Regions from separate parts of the Mus musculus genome. Here region 2 is linked to region 1. A link is a contact called in public promoter capture Hi-C data. All regions are on one chromosome and are shown on one strand. The core of a region is the stretch at or near the end of the contact, and the rest is flanking DNA. Distances in the headings are between cores, read along the strand shown.

Region 1 (6,121 bases), core at 2,623-5,122:
AGATGGTGGTGTTGCGTCCTATCCCAGCCCTGCCGGCTAACTGCTGTCTGTACCATTTGTGCCCCCCTTCTCTGGGCATCATCTGTAAAAGGACAGTGATAACAGTACCAATCTAATACTAATGCTACTGGTGCCCTGGGGTGGCTTTGGAGTTTAATGAGATAACACATGGAAGCTGGGTAGCCTAGCGCCCGAACTACCATAAGCATGAAAGGAAGGGATGGTAACTAAGGAGCTGTTGCTTTTCTTCCTGCTGCCTGATAGAAGGGCAACATTCAGATCAGAGTTTCTTGCCAGAGTAAGGCTTTCCCAGGCGGTGGGGGGATGCCTCGGGGGAAGGAAAGCTCTGTCCGCTGGCTTCGGAGCACAATGATGACCAGCTATTATCCAGTGTAGTCATCATGCCCACTGGTCCTTCCACTGCCATCCTAAGGACACTTGGGCAAAAGCTGCTCTTGTGTCTCGAGTCTGCACTGGGCCCTTCTGTGAAGTTGGCTCTGCTTCTTTACATATCCGCTCCTCTGGCTCACTGAGAAGAGCATCTCTACATATGGCTCAAGACAAGAGTCTTTCTGCATCCCAGAGTGAAACACAGAAGAATTCCAGGCCAATCCGCCTCTTGCCCTTTCACACAGTATAAACAAAGGGCATGTAGACTTCCACAAATTTGGCTAAAACCAGGCTTGTTTATTGATAAAATGGAAGGGCCGGTATAGGATAGATTAAAACTCAGGAAAATAGAGGTGGAGTCATCACAGTTTGGTCTTCAAAATGAAATATGTTTTTTTAAATATATATAAAAACTAAAGTTCTTAAGGCTGGGCCTGTAGTTTGGTTCACACGGGTCTGCAATATCGATTGGATAATGTTATGATTCACTTCTAGCTAGAAGTAAGAGGGCTATTCCTCTCTTTAACACACAGAGAAACTGAGGCATGGTGCGTATGGGAAAGACTAACAACTCTGGCATGCATGCACGGGATGGGATGGCAGGCTCAGAATGGATAGATAGAGTGTAGGGCACTGGGAAGATGCAGGTAGCTCTCTTACCTAGGGCAACGCTGCAGTAGTGCCTGGTCTGATTGTGATGTGTTCTCTTCAGCGATTCTGGTTCAGTGGCAACTGGTGACTGGTGTGGGGAGACTCACCAGTTTGTAAACAGTCAAATCTCACACACAAAGAAGCTGCAACTAACATGTCTGTAGAGACATGCTTACCTTCATCTATTAATCAAAGAAATGTAACTTGATGGTGTGTGTGTGTGTGTGCAAGCATGTATGATTGCACCAGCTTTTTATATGGATATTAGGGGGTACTGAGTTCTTATGCTTCTGATACAAAAGCACTTTGCCAAGTGGCTTTGAAAGCATCTAAATCCTCTACTCTGAAAGGTCTCTTCATTCTTGCTCGTTTATACAACCAATCACATGAAAATGACACGTAAGAAAAGCAACCTGTGAAGTGCTGCGAGCGAAGAATCCTAGAGCCTGTCACGGCATCAGCTGGGGGAGGCTACACTTGGCCTCCTCCAAGACCCACTGGCTAAGCTGTACCCACTACGTCAGAAAAGAAATCCTGCCAGCCCAAGCATCTTTTTAAAGTCATTCTGACAAAGTCGAATCTTTGATACATCATTCATTCATTCAACTAATGTTTCCTGGCTACTTATTCTGGTGGAAAACAAGTGAGGGAGTCTTAGTGACAAAGAATTGACAGTGTCTCCTTAGGAAGTGTCCAGAGCTGTGGGAACCTGGATCAACTTCCAAAAATCCTTCCTTATGCAAAAGGCAAAAATCCCGTGAGCTTAGTTTCCCAACCGATGAGAGGAAAGGCTCAACAATCAGGTCTTACAACCTTGAAGACTGATTCTCTTAGTCTAGGCATAGTCTTGAATAATAATTGTCCTAATGTTACAAAGATATACGCTGTTATTTGTAAAATGAAATTACATACAGAAAACACTCCTTAAGTGGGGGGTAGAAGTCCAGAGTCTTTCCCTAGGTGTCAAACAATAACTAGCCAGGTATTCATTCACCATGCCTAAGACACTGAGAAATGAATCCACACAGTCACAGTGGAAAATCGACACCTGATGTTGATGAAGGTGACCGACTTATTCATTCCTTCAGAGACTTTGCCAAGCTCCCACCCCCAACCCCCAACCTCCAGTCCTCCACCAAAAAAATAAAATAAAATAAAATTTAAAAAGTGATGGTTTTGCAGTTGGAGCTCACAGTGGCAACGTGTATGCTTGCGATGTATGGTGCTGTGTGCTTAATCGCCAGCCTCCTCCAAAAAGAAAACAGGACTTCAAACTATCCCAGTGGGATATAGAAAGGGAAGGGGGTGTGGCTCTGCACTCCCGCTAGCTATTCCTCAAGACTTGCAGATCTCTTGGAAGGTGCAAGGTGACTTCATCTCTCTGGTAACCTTACCTAACCTCCCTATGGTGCTATCCTGTGAAGTAACGCTCTCTTCCCTCCCTGCTGAGTTAGCGCACCCAGCAGCCAGTGTGAGAACCTGGCATTATTTTTAAAGCAAATTACCAACAGGTTTCCAGGCGGTGGATGGGTCCCTGTCACCTGCATTCTACAAAGTAAGGAAAGGTTTCAGCAGGAGCTGACCGGTAGGAAGCTGCAGCCTGGCTCTGAGGGTCTAGGCATCCTCTCCAAGGGGGTGGGGTGGGGTCCCAGTGTCTATTTGGTCCAGGAGGCAGCAGCCGGAGAAGGGTCTCTATGCCCCCATCAGTTGCCGCTTGGCCACACAGTATTGACGGAAAGCCCAGCCTTCCCAAATGTCAAATACTAGAATGAGAGCAAAGCTTGATTATGGGACAGAGGGATGTTGATAAGTACAAAGTTTCTTTTCACGAGAGGGGTCTAGCTCATTAGGAAAAGAGAAGTCCTGACTACGCCAGCAAATGTTTCTTTAACTATTCTGATCTTTCTCAAGGAGGTTCGAAATTCCCAAAGCAACCTCATTGTTCAACCTCATGGTAGGCTTCAAGTGACTTTACAAGAAGAGAACAAGAGGAGGCAACAGGGGGAGATTGAATTAGACTTCCTGTCTCCTGAGCCCTCATTTTGAAGTTAGGCATTTTGTTTTACAGAAGGCCGACTAGTGAACGTGGTTCTGGAGAAGATGGAGGTGGGGAAGGGAGCGGTCTGGAAGGAGCAGGCAGGGTGCTGCAGAGGGCTAAAGAACACCGGGGTTAGAGCGGTGGGGGGCGTTGAGGGAGGGGGCTATAAAAATAGACAAGGGAGAGAGAAGGGAATGGAAGAGGTCTGTTTGTTTATTTTTCTAGCATTTGCCATTCCAAAGGCTCGCTGGAGTAACTTCCTTCCCTGGCTGGCTGAGGCCCAACCTTAGGAAAGTCTCAGATCTTTTGGAAAGAAAGATTTGGACAACAATGTTGCTTTATCTGGGAGAGTAGCTCCTTTGCCCCTGAGATGCAGAAATTTGCTTTTGATGTTATTACCCTGGCCTTAAGTTTCTCTATCCCTGGCAGCCCAGGGCTGTGCTCCCTGCTTTTGCAGGGCAGCTCGGGACAAAAGGGGGCTTTCTGCGGCTGTTGCTGCCTTTTCCTGGATCCCACTGCTATCTGGGCACCCTGAAGATGCGAGGGCAGGGAAAGGAAAACATGTTCTGAAGGTCCTATCTCCTGACACTCATGAGAGAAAAACAACACTTCTCTAACTTACTCCCCAAATAGACACCACCGGGGATGTTCTGCCAAGGAGTGATTCGAAAGTGTGTTCCTAAGTGAAATGTAAGCTTGGCCCAGTGCCCAGCCCTCTGCTGTATTTTGCACAGAGAGCTGCAGGCTGGCGGACCAAAGAAACACATTGCTCTCCACGTGACTGCAAAACCAGGCAGCCCAAGCAGATTTCTTTGTGTTAATAGAATGTGATCTCTAGACTGTACATACACACTGACTGCCCTGGGAAAACACGAAGGACCAGAGAAACTCAGGGCCCTGGCTAGCAAGAGGCGGCGATGCTAACTAAGCCATGACATGAAGGTCTGGGAATGTTGAAATGAGAACCCAGAGGGAAAGACACGTCGGGGACTCCAGAGAGTGTTACTGAAGCAGTAAGGGGGTCACCTACAGAACCCCATGAAATATGGTGTTCATGTGCCCACCCCCCCACCGTGATCCCCACACCCAATTCCTCAATGGACACTTTCTCGAAGTTTATCCATAAGACTGGAGTTATCTGTTGCCCAAACTGAACTGGTCCCAAACATGGTGAAAGATTGACTGCAGGTTACAGAATTTATTCTGACCTTGTGTATGGTATGGCCAGTAAATATCTCTCTGCTCTTTCACCCAAGGGAGACTCAGGCAAAGGTGGTCAGCTTCTGCGAGGGAGAACAACAACGAGATCTACATCACGAACATTCTAAACAATCATCTTTGGAAGACTAGAATTTTCTGGAACCTACCTTTCTTTGCAGACAGCACCCCCCCCCCCCCAGTTATCACCATGGCTTTGACCTCTACAGACCTCAGACGGGATCGAGTGCTTGGTGTTGGGGGGGGGGGGCTGTCAGTCTACACGTTTGGAGGGAGTTAACAGACTGAGGAGGGAGGGGGGACAGCAGCCCCCTTTGCTGTACACTGGGTCTACTAATTTCAACAGATTAGATTTTTAATTGCAATGCCTTTCAAATTTCACAGCACCCTGCGGTCAACTTAAATCCCCCAATTTGCAAAGTGTGTTGGTTGAAACAAAAGGTGGAGCGAGCGAGCGAGCAAGCGATCGGCAGCGGGACCCCAGGGTACGTCTGAACCTCTCGGGCTGTGGCTAGAGAATTTGGAGCTTTCTATGACTGTCTGTGAAAATCCTCTGGCTAAAGAGAGTCAACACACTCAGACAAAGCTGTCCCTCCATCAGCCTCCCCTCTTCTGAGTAGCCCAGTCCCAGGGCTTCAGGTTCCCTGAGCAGGCAATCAGCCATAACCAACTAATTAATCAGCAAGATCGACTGAGTTGAAGAGCACCTCGAAGACCCAGGTGAGCCTTCACCTGGGTTAATCTGCAAACGGACTAATCAGCCTCGGGGTAATTGAAAGTTAATTGTATGCAAAGCTCAAGTGCAGCCACTGGAAAACACAGGAAGCAGAAGGAACAAAGGAAGTCAGGGGTTACTCCGTGGGTGGGTGAGGTCCTTCACGGATTCTTTTCGTGGTTCTTCATAGACAGTGTGTGGCCTCTGGCCCCTTCTCCCAACACTGCCCAGCACACTTCCGAATCCACCCCTTGTGACACAGCGACCAGGAGCCCACGGAGCACGTAGTAAAAGCACAATAGAACACAGGTGTAGACATCCTATTGGTACCCATTCACAGGCTTAAAGGAAGATGGCTCTGAGACATTTGGCTGGCTATGAAAAACACATTAAGAGCTGCAAAAAGCACTCCTCACCCCCTCCACTTTTTTTTTTTTTAAATCTGAACCGCTCAACATCACTGGAGAAAGCAGATCAACAGTACAAAAGCATAAATCGCATTCCAGAGCTGGAGAGAAACAGACCTCAGATGCTCTGCTCCTCGGCACGGATAACTGAGAGGCAGCCCCAATTTTAAACAGACTGGCAAAGTCTCCAGAGCCATCCCTGGACGCCTACCAAGGAACTTGTGTCCAGGGAATTTGGAGTCACGACCTCTGGCCACAGCCCGGCAAGGTCTGTGGTTTGTGGTTGCCTCTGCTGGGCCAGGGGGCACCTTGCCTGGTCGTCATTGGAGTTTCTGTGGAATTACATGTAGAATTCCCAGCTTTCTTGATCTTGCAGCTCCTGTCTTGTGACTGTGGAGCAGGATCAACAGACTTCCTTTCTTCCATTCTGTCTGCTCACTTAACTAGAATGAGCCTTCCCCCAAGAGAATAAAACAGAACCTGCCAGAGGGCTGGAAAAACATTTTTCCAGGACACCGGAAACAAGACTGGCCCCAATCCTTGATCTGCTGCCTGGTGGAGGGTACATATCCATCCCTAAAGGAGCTTCCAACATGCCTTGAAGGGACAGCACTTATGTGACACTGGTCCTACCACACCTAAGCATGGCAGACATTACTAATTAGTCCCAGAACTCTTTCCATGGATCAGGTCTGAGCCTCA
Region 2 (6,121 bases), core at 1,705-4,204, 180 kb after region 1:
GAGTACAAATTAGTTAAAAATACATTCAGTCATAATTTGGCATTTACTTATAAAGTTGAACATACAATTATCATTCAACCTGGCAGTACTACTTCTCGGAGGTAGCAGTTACACATGTGGAGAAAGTTATATGTATCAGGATGTTTTCAGGAGCACGATTCACAGTAGAATAATGAAGAAATAACGAGACTGCCCATCTAGTACAAAACGGATAGTGGCCTGGTGTTAACTCACGCAATGAAGAATAAAGACAGAAAAGATCAGCTAGCTACACATTAACCCAGTAAGCAGGCAAAACCAAACGAACAGGGAGTAGATAGATAAATAGTAAAAACTATCAAGAAAATGGGAAACACTAACTCCAAGAAAGTAGTAATCTCTGGGGGCAAGGCCGTGGCTGCAATGTGGGGATGGACACTGGGCTCTTCACAGACATTAGCAATGCTTTATTATTTTTTTGAAACCCTTTTTATTTATGTGTATGTAAGCATGCCTTTGTGTGGTGTACATGTGGGTGTGGTTGTCCATGGAGGTCAGAAAAAGCCCTCTGCTGGAGTTATAGGATGTGAGCTACTTCACCTGGGTGGAAGGCAGAGCTTGGGTCCTCTGCAAGAGCAACAAGCCCTCCTAACTACGGAGTTCTCTCTCCAGCCCCACTAATGTGGTATTTCTTGTGTTTCAGATGCATTTTTCTCAAAAGCCAAAATGCAAACTAGAAAATATGTTGATTATTTAAGGGAAAATTATAGTGATAAATAAAAGCATTCTTACAAAATCTATGTCTGACCAATAAGTATTTAGGTGCTCTAGAGATAGGTTAGTTGGTAAGGAGCTTGGTGTGACCTTGCTGACCCCATCCCAACACTCATGTGAAAAGCCAGCTGGAGTGCACACTTTTGGCAAAGCATTCCTGGGGAGGTGAAGAGAGAGGGATCTCTGTGGCTGCAGGTCCCAGGGAGTCCCTGTAAACACTCCCATCATCTTAGCCTCAGAAGATGGATAGCTCTCTAGGAATGACACCTGAGGTTGACTTCTGGCTTCCACATGCAAAGCGCACACATGTGCACATGCACTTACATGCTAGTCAACATGAAACCTTCCACACATTAAATAAATATAGTTAAATATTTGAAACTTTGTTTTGTAGTATCTAGGTCAATAGATCCTTAAGCAATCTCACACATCATTTAAAAAGTTACTTCTTTTCTAAAATTGGAAAATATTGAACATTGATATGCTTATGTTTAATATATCTTCTTTCAAAAAAATGAAGAAGAATGATTTTAGAGAGGTAGTGTGGGTTCTTATTAAAAGGACCGACTGAGATTCTCATAAGGCTACAAAGAGGGAGAATCCGAGTTAATTATATTAGCAGACAACTTAGAACCAGATGTGTCTCACTGGATAAGAGTGCAAGAACGCAAGAACCTAAACTTTACACACAGGAGGCCACGTGGGGGCTGCAGAGGTGGCTCAGTGGGTATGGGTGCTTGTTGCAGAAGCCTGGGGAATCTCAGTTTGTCCCCAGGAACCCGTGTAAAGGCTGGTGAAGAGAAATAACGAGGAAACATTATCCTCTGACCTCTACATACGCAGTGGGTTACATGCCCTCCCATCTCCAAAGACCCCATCACACACAGAGACATTTTAAAATATTTAAAAACTAAAAAAACCAACCACTTGATAATCCTGTGCAAATCTCTTAAAAGTATATTACTTAAAAGCACAGGATTAGGGAGTAGTTCAACAGTAGGGCCAGCCTAACAGTACTAGCCTAATATGAATAAGGTCCTTCTTTAACACCTAATACCATAAAAAAAAAACCAAAAAATTAGACTATTAAACACTAGCAACTTTTCCTCCAAAAGTAACTAATTATTGTATTAAAAATGTTTTTAATATTTTGGTAATTTCTGAAACATTTTCATAATGAGGTTAATGTTACATGGCATAACCACGCCTGTTTTACAATATGTACAGCTCAACAGGCATTTGTAACTAGCATTCCCAACCAAGCGCTGCTGCTTTCGCAAGTGCTATGTGCTCCCGGCAGGCACGCTCTTATCAGTGGTGGGTAAGGTGCTGGCCTTCTGCAGAGCTGGTTTAAATGAGCAGATTATGTAGGGAATGGTGGGGACTCTTCAAAGCTAAGCGGAAAAATTTTTTTTTCATATTTTCTGCTGTGCTGTTTTAAGACTAGCTCCATTTTCATTTGGTATGTTAAAGTGCATAAGCCTTCTATGCTGAAATATTCATAGCTCAAATTTGTTTTGTGTTCTCTCTCTCTCTCTCTCTCTCTCTCTCTCTCTTTTTTTTTTTTTTTTTTTTTTTTTTTTTTTTGGTTTTTTCAAGACAGGGTTTCTCTGTATAGCCCTGGCTGTCCTGGAACTCACTTTGTAGACCAGGCTGGCCTCGAACTCAGAAATCCTTCCTGCCTCTGCCTCCCAAGTGCTGGGATTAAAGACATAAATACCCATGACTTATTTTTTTTAATTGGATATTTTATTTATTTACATTCCAAATGTTATCCCCTTTCCCAGTTTCCCCTCTGCAAACCCCCTATCCTATCCCCCTTTACCTTGCTTCTGTGAGGGTGTTCCCACCTACCTACTCCTGCCTTACCGAGCTAGCATTCCTCTACACTGGGGCTTCAAGCCTTCATAGGACCAAGGGTCTCCCCTTCAACTGATGCCAGATAAAACCCCTTCAGCTCCTTCAGTTCCTCCCCAACTCAATTATTTATAATTGAGGAATTTCTATAAAGCTATAAATTATCAATTTATTCTAGTTTATACTCTCAGTGATATAATACACAATACACACACACACACACACACACACACACACACACACGCCCGCTATGGTTTTTGAAGGCTAGTCATGATTAAAGATGGTAGGTACACTGTGGGCAATAGACACATAGAGATGCTCAGCTTGCTTCCATAAGGTTCTCAGTATCCTGTATTGCAACTGAGAGGCCTTCTAGAGGAGCCTGGTTTAGTATTCCTGACATTGAAAGAGATAAAACATGACAAATTCAAACTTGGATTTCTCATTAGTCATCATAGGTCTTGTGCAAAAATTCATTAGCTTGTATAATGCCTCAAGTTCTCTAATCGAAGAGCAAAACTCATCCCTTGAATCTCCTCCTTCCATCGCCACAAAACAAATTAGCAAGCTCAAAACCAGAAAGAGAAAATCCGTGCCATCAATTAAACGTTAAATAGTTCCAGGCCTGAATGGCTGAATGGAACAATGTTGACCAACGACCCAATTAATTCGGGGCCTGTGCTTTTCCATCTCAGAGCTCTTTGGATAAAGGGAGGCTCACGACTTCCATGCCACCCTCTTCACAACACAACATCCTATCGTTGAATAATAGAAGACAAACACTGACCTAGTTAGGACGTGCAGATGAAAAGAGAATGAAAACAGGATACACGGCAGAGGCTAGGAAACCATGGTAACCAGAGAGGGCTGTTTGCTTACTTTATTTTGGTCAGAATAATCAGCGAGCTGAGCCTTTAGTTCTGAGACCTCAGCCTCTAGCAGACGGATCACCTCTTCATAATCCATTTCCATCCCGTGTGCCTGCCGCTGTGCAGCTTCTGCGAGATGAATCCGGCTTCGCAGAGCTCGGGTTTCCTCAGCTACAGCTTTGGCTTCCTAAGGAGTTGAAAGTGAATGCAAAATGAAAAAAAAAAAAAATGAAAACAGACTTCTCCAGTTGACAGAAATAGTTTTCTCATTTTGGTAGTTATGATTACAATGTTTAACATGTCTATGTCCTCTACCAACCACCTAAAAACTAATGAGCATATTATTTCATTATGGGAACCCTTTTGTTTGTTTCCTGAAAAAATTTTTTTTTTGCGTAGAGATTTTTTTTTCTGTATAGAGATTCTGTATAAATGTTTAGTGCTACACAGCTAGCGTCATTTCTGTAAAAATGAAGAGAGTTTAAAGAAAACTGACAATCAAAACTAGACAGATAGGAACTGATTCTAAAGAAAAAAGGAGCTACAGAAAAAACTCATAGGTAGCGGGGTTGATGGTCTCAGAAGGCCAAGTAACGCCATCAGATGCTGCAGAGAGCTGCTACAGGGCTTCTTGGTGGACCAAGGCCAGAGGCAAAGCTTTCCTCCTAGATATCAGACTGTGGCTTCCTGCTTTGGTAGTAGCATCATATATAATTGTTTGTCTGTTGAATACAATGTTCAAGAGACAATTACTAAATACACACTATATGCTTCATCTGTCTTTGCTCATTTAAGGTTCGGAATGACATCCAGAGAAAGACATTAAAAAAACATTTCTATATAAGCAATCAGAGACCCAGTGAGTAGACAAGCTGACCAAGGGCAGGTAGTGGCCCACATCTGGCCCCAGGTCTGTTTGACTCCCATACTAAGTATCTCCTTTCATTGCTATACTGTCTTTGGATGACAGAACCAAACAAAGAAATTGTTCCAAACACTAGCTATACCTTCCACCTTGTAAGGTTAGGGTGGCAAAAGCCATTTGCTTTCTCAAAATGTGCCTTGGTGCTGGGTCACAGTCTCTTGGGACACCGTATAATTTAACATGGCAGCTGTTACGGGACGAAGCATCTTTAGAGGGTGCAGGATCTCTGCAGTGGAACTTTCTGCTCCAATTGCCATGGCTAATATTAAACTCCGGCTATTTTACTGTTCTTGAAGCTGCTATGCAGCATTTGCTTTTGTTGGAGCATGACGTACTGAGAGAAGTAAGGGTGTGGGCATACTCTCCAGAGTCTGCTTTCATCCCCCAGCCAGTAACTTTATTATCTGTCAATTCCTGGAATATGCATGAACAGCATACACAGAAAACTCTCACTGTTCAAAATCTACATTCTAGTTTAGAGAGACAGAGAGTAGTTTAGGCTTAGCAGTTATGACCTCATGGCGAAGACAAGTACTAGGGACCCACAGAAGAAACCATGTCATGATTTCCTGAAGAGAGGATTTCTAGGCACATGTGCAAAGGTCCTTGGCCTGGATTGGGCTTTGTATCTTCAGAGAACATCAAGGCAGTCAGTGAGGCAGAAACAGTGAGTAGTATGGGAAAGACGGGGCAGCAGTAGATAGAATACCTGGGCACAGAGGTAACATGAATGAGGGTAGAGACAGGGTGGTTTGGAAGGCAGATCTTACAAGCAGTCACAGGCCATCAGAGGGAGCTTGGTTTCCCTCAGAGTGACTGGTGGGCTTTGAGCAGAGAAGTGATGTGAACTCACTTAAGTTTTAAGAGGGTGCATTTCACTACCCAGTTAAGAACACACTGTGTGCAAAGACACGGGTGGGAAAGAGGAGGAAGAGAATGGGGAAGGCGAACTGTGGTTGGCCAGGGTGGTTGTAGAAGAGACGGGAGATGAAGCAGTTAGAGTTCCAGCATAACTTGTGAGTAGAGCAACAGGCTAGCTCACCAACAACATGAAGTCAGCATCTACTTTATACAGACAACCATAGAATAAGATGTCAGTGTAAATCAAGTGGGTAACTAATATTTCATCTATTCTGTCTCAGTTTAGAGCATGGGTGTGATGTAGCTAAACAGTGGAAGGAGTGTTAAGTAAAAACCAAACAAAGCAAACAAAAAACCCAGAAAACAAAACAACAGCAGCAACAACATGAACAAATAAGCTAGAAGGGACTTGGAATAGGAGATAGGATGCCAGGTGCGTTTTGACTAGAGTAGAGACATCCTTATTGGGGAACAGTTTTTTGGTTGTTTGGCTGTTTTTAGAAGAGGCTGGGGAGAGAAAGGACCAGGTTCTGGAAGAAATGGAACCATGGGAAAGGCTCTGAATCCAGAACACTGGAAGACTTCTGAGAGAGTGCTTTAGAAAGGGCAGCCCGAGGGCTGAGGTCGGTGTGCAGAAAGCCCTCGACTAGCTACCCAGTGTAGTGAAAAATATAAACAATGACTAAAGCGGACTTATTAAAAAAGTTAATCTGGCAGCTGGGTGCAAAATGGAGTGGTATGAGAAGCCAGCTGCCTTCTATACCTGTCGCTCAAAGAATTTTATCCCGTCTGTTTGAAAACACTTGTCTTATCCTGTAAGGGTGACTTCAGAAACAAAAATATGGGAGCCAAAGGA

The links. Capture Hi-C pulls out chosen DNA fragments and counts their contacts.
Region 2: a promoter capture Hi-C map of pancreatic islet shows a contact between it and region 1. The contact joins two enhancer-like sites. A contact is called at or near these places in 1 of 484 Hi-C or Micro-C datasets (nephron progenitors), 3 of 115 datasets of contacts at active chromatin or transcription factors (cardiomyocytes, embryonic basal ganglia and embryonic fibroblasts) and 1 of 9 other capture datasets (pancreatic islet).

What each region holds. Positions count from the first base shown.
Region 1 is chr11:90,366,004-90,372,124 of GRCm38.p6, forward strand. All of the region lies in intron 2 of Hlf (hepatic leukemia factor), which reads right to left. Among named protein-coding and RNA genes, the nearest start is that of Hlf, 22 kb to the right of the region's middle. Within about 2 kb of position 3,873, at least 126 of the 459 cell types and tissues checked have an H3K27ac peak or open chromatin away from gene starts, as enhancers often do. A contact at or near this core is called in embryonic basal ganglia and pancreatic islet, where this site is marked.
Region 2 is chr11:90,545,322-90,551,442 of GRCm38.p6, forward strand. It overlaps Stxbp4 (syntaxin binding protein 4), which reads right to left. Exons shown (of 18, transcript NM_011505.2): 13 at 3,490-3,666. Among named protein-coding and RNA genes, the nearest start is that of Gm34850, 76 kb to the left of the region's middle. Within about 2 kb of position 2,955, at least 56 of the 459 cell types and tissues checked have an H3K27ac peak or open chromatin away from gene starts, as enhancers often do. A contact at or near this core is called in embryonic basal ganglia and pancreatic islet, where this site is marked.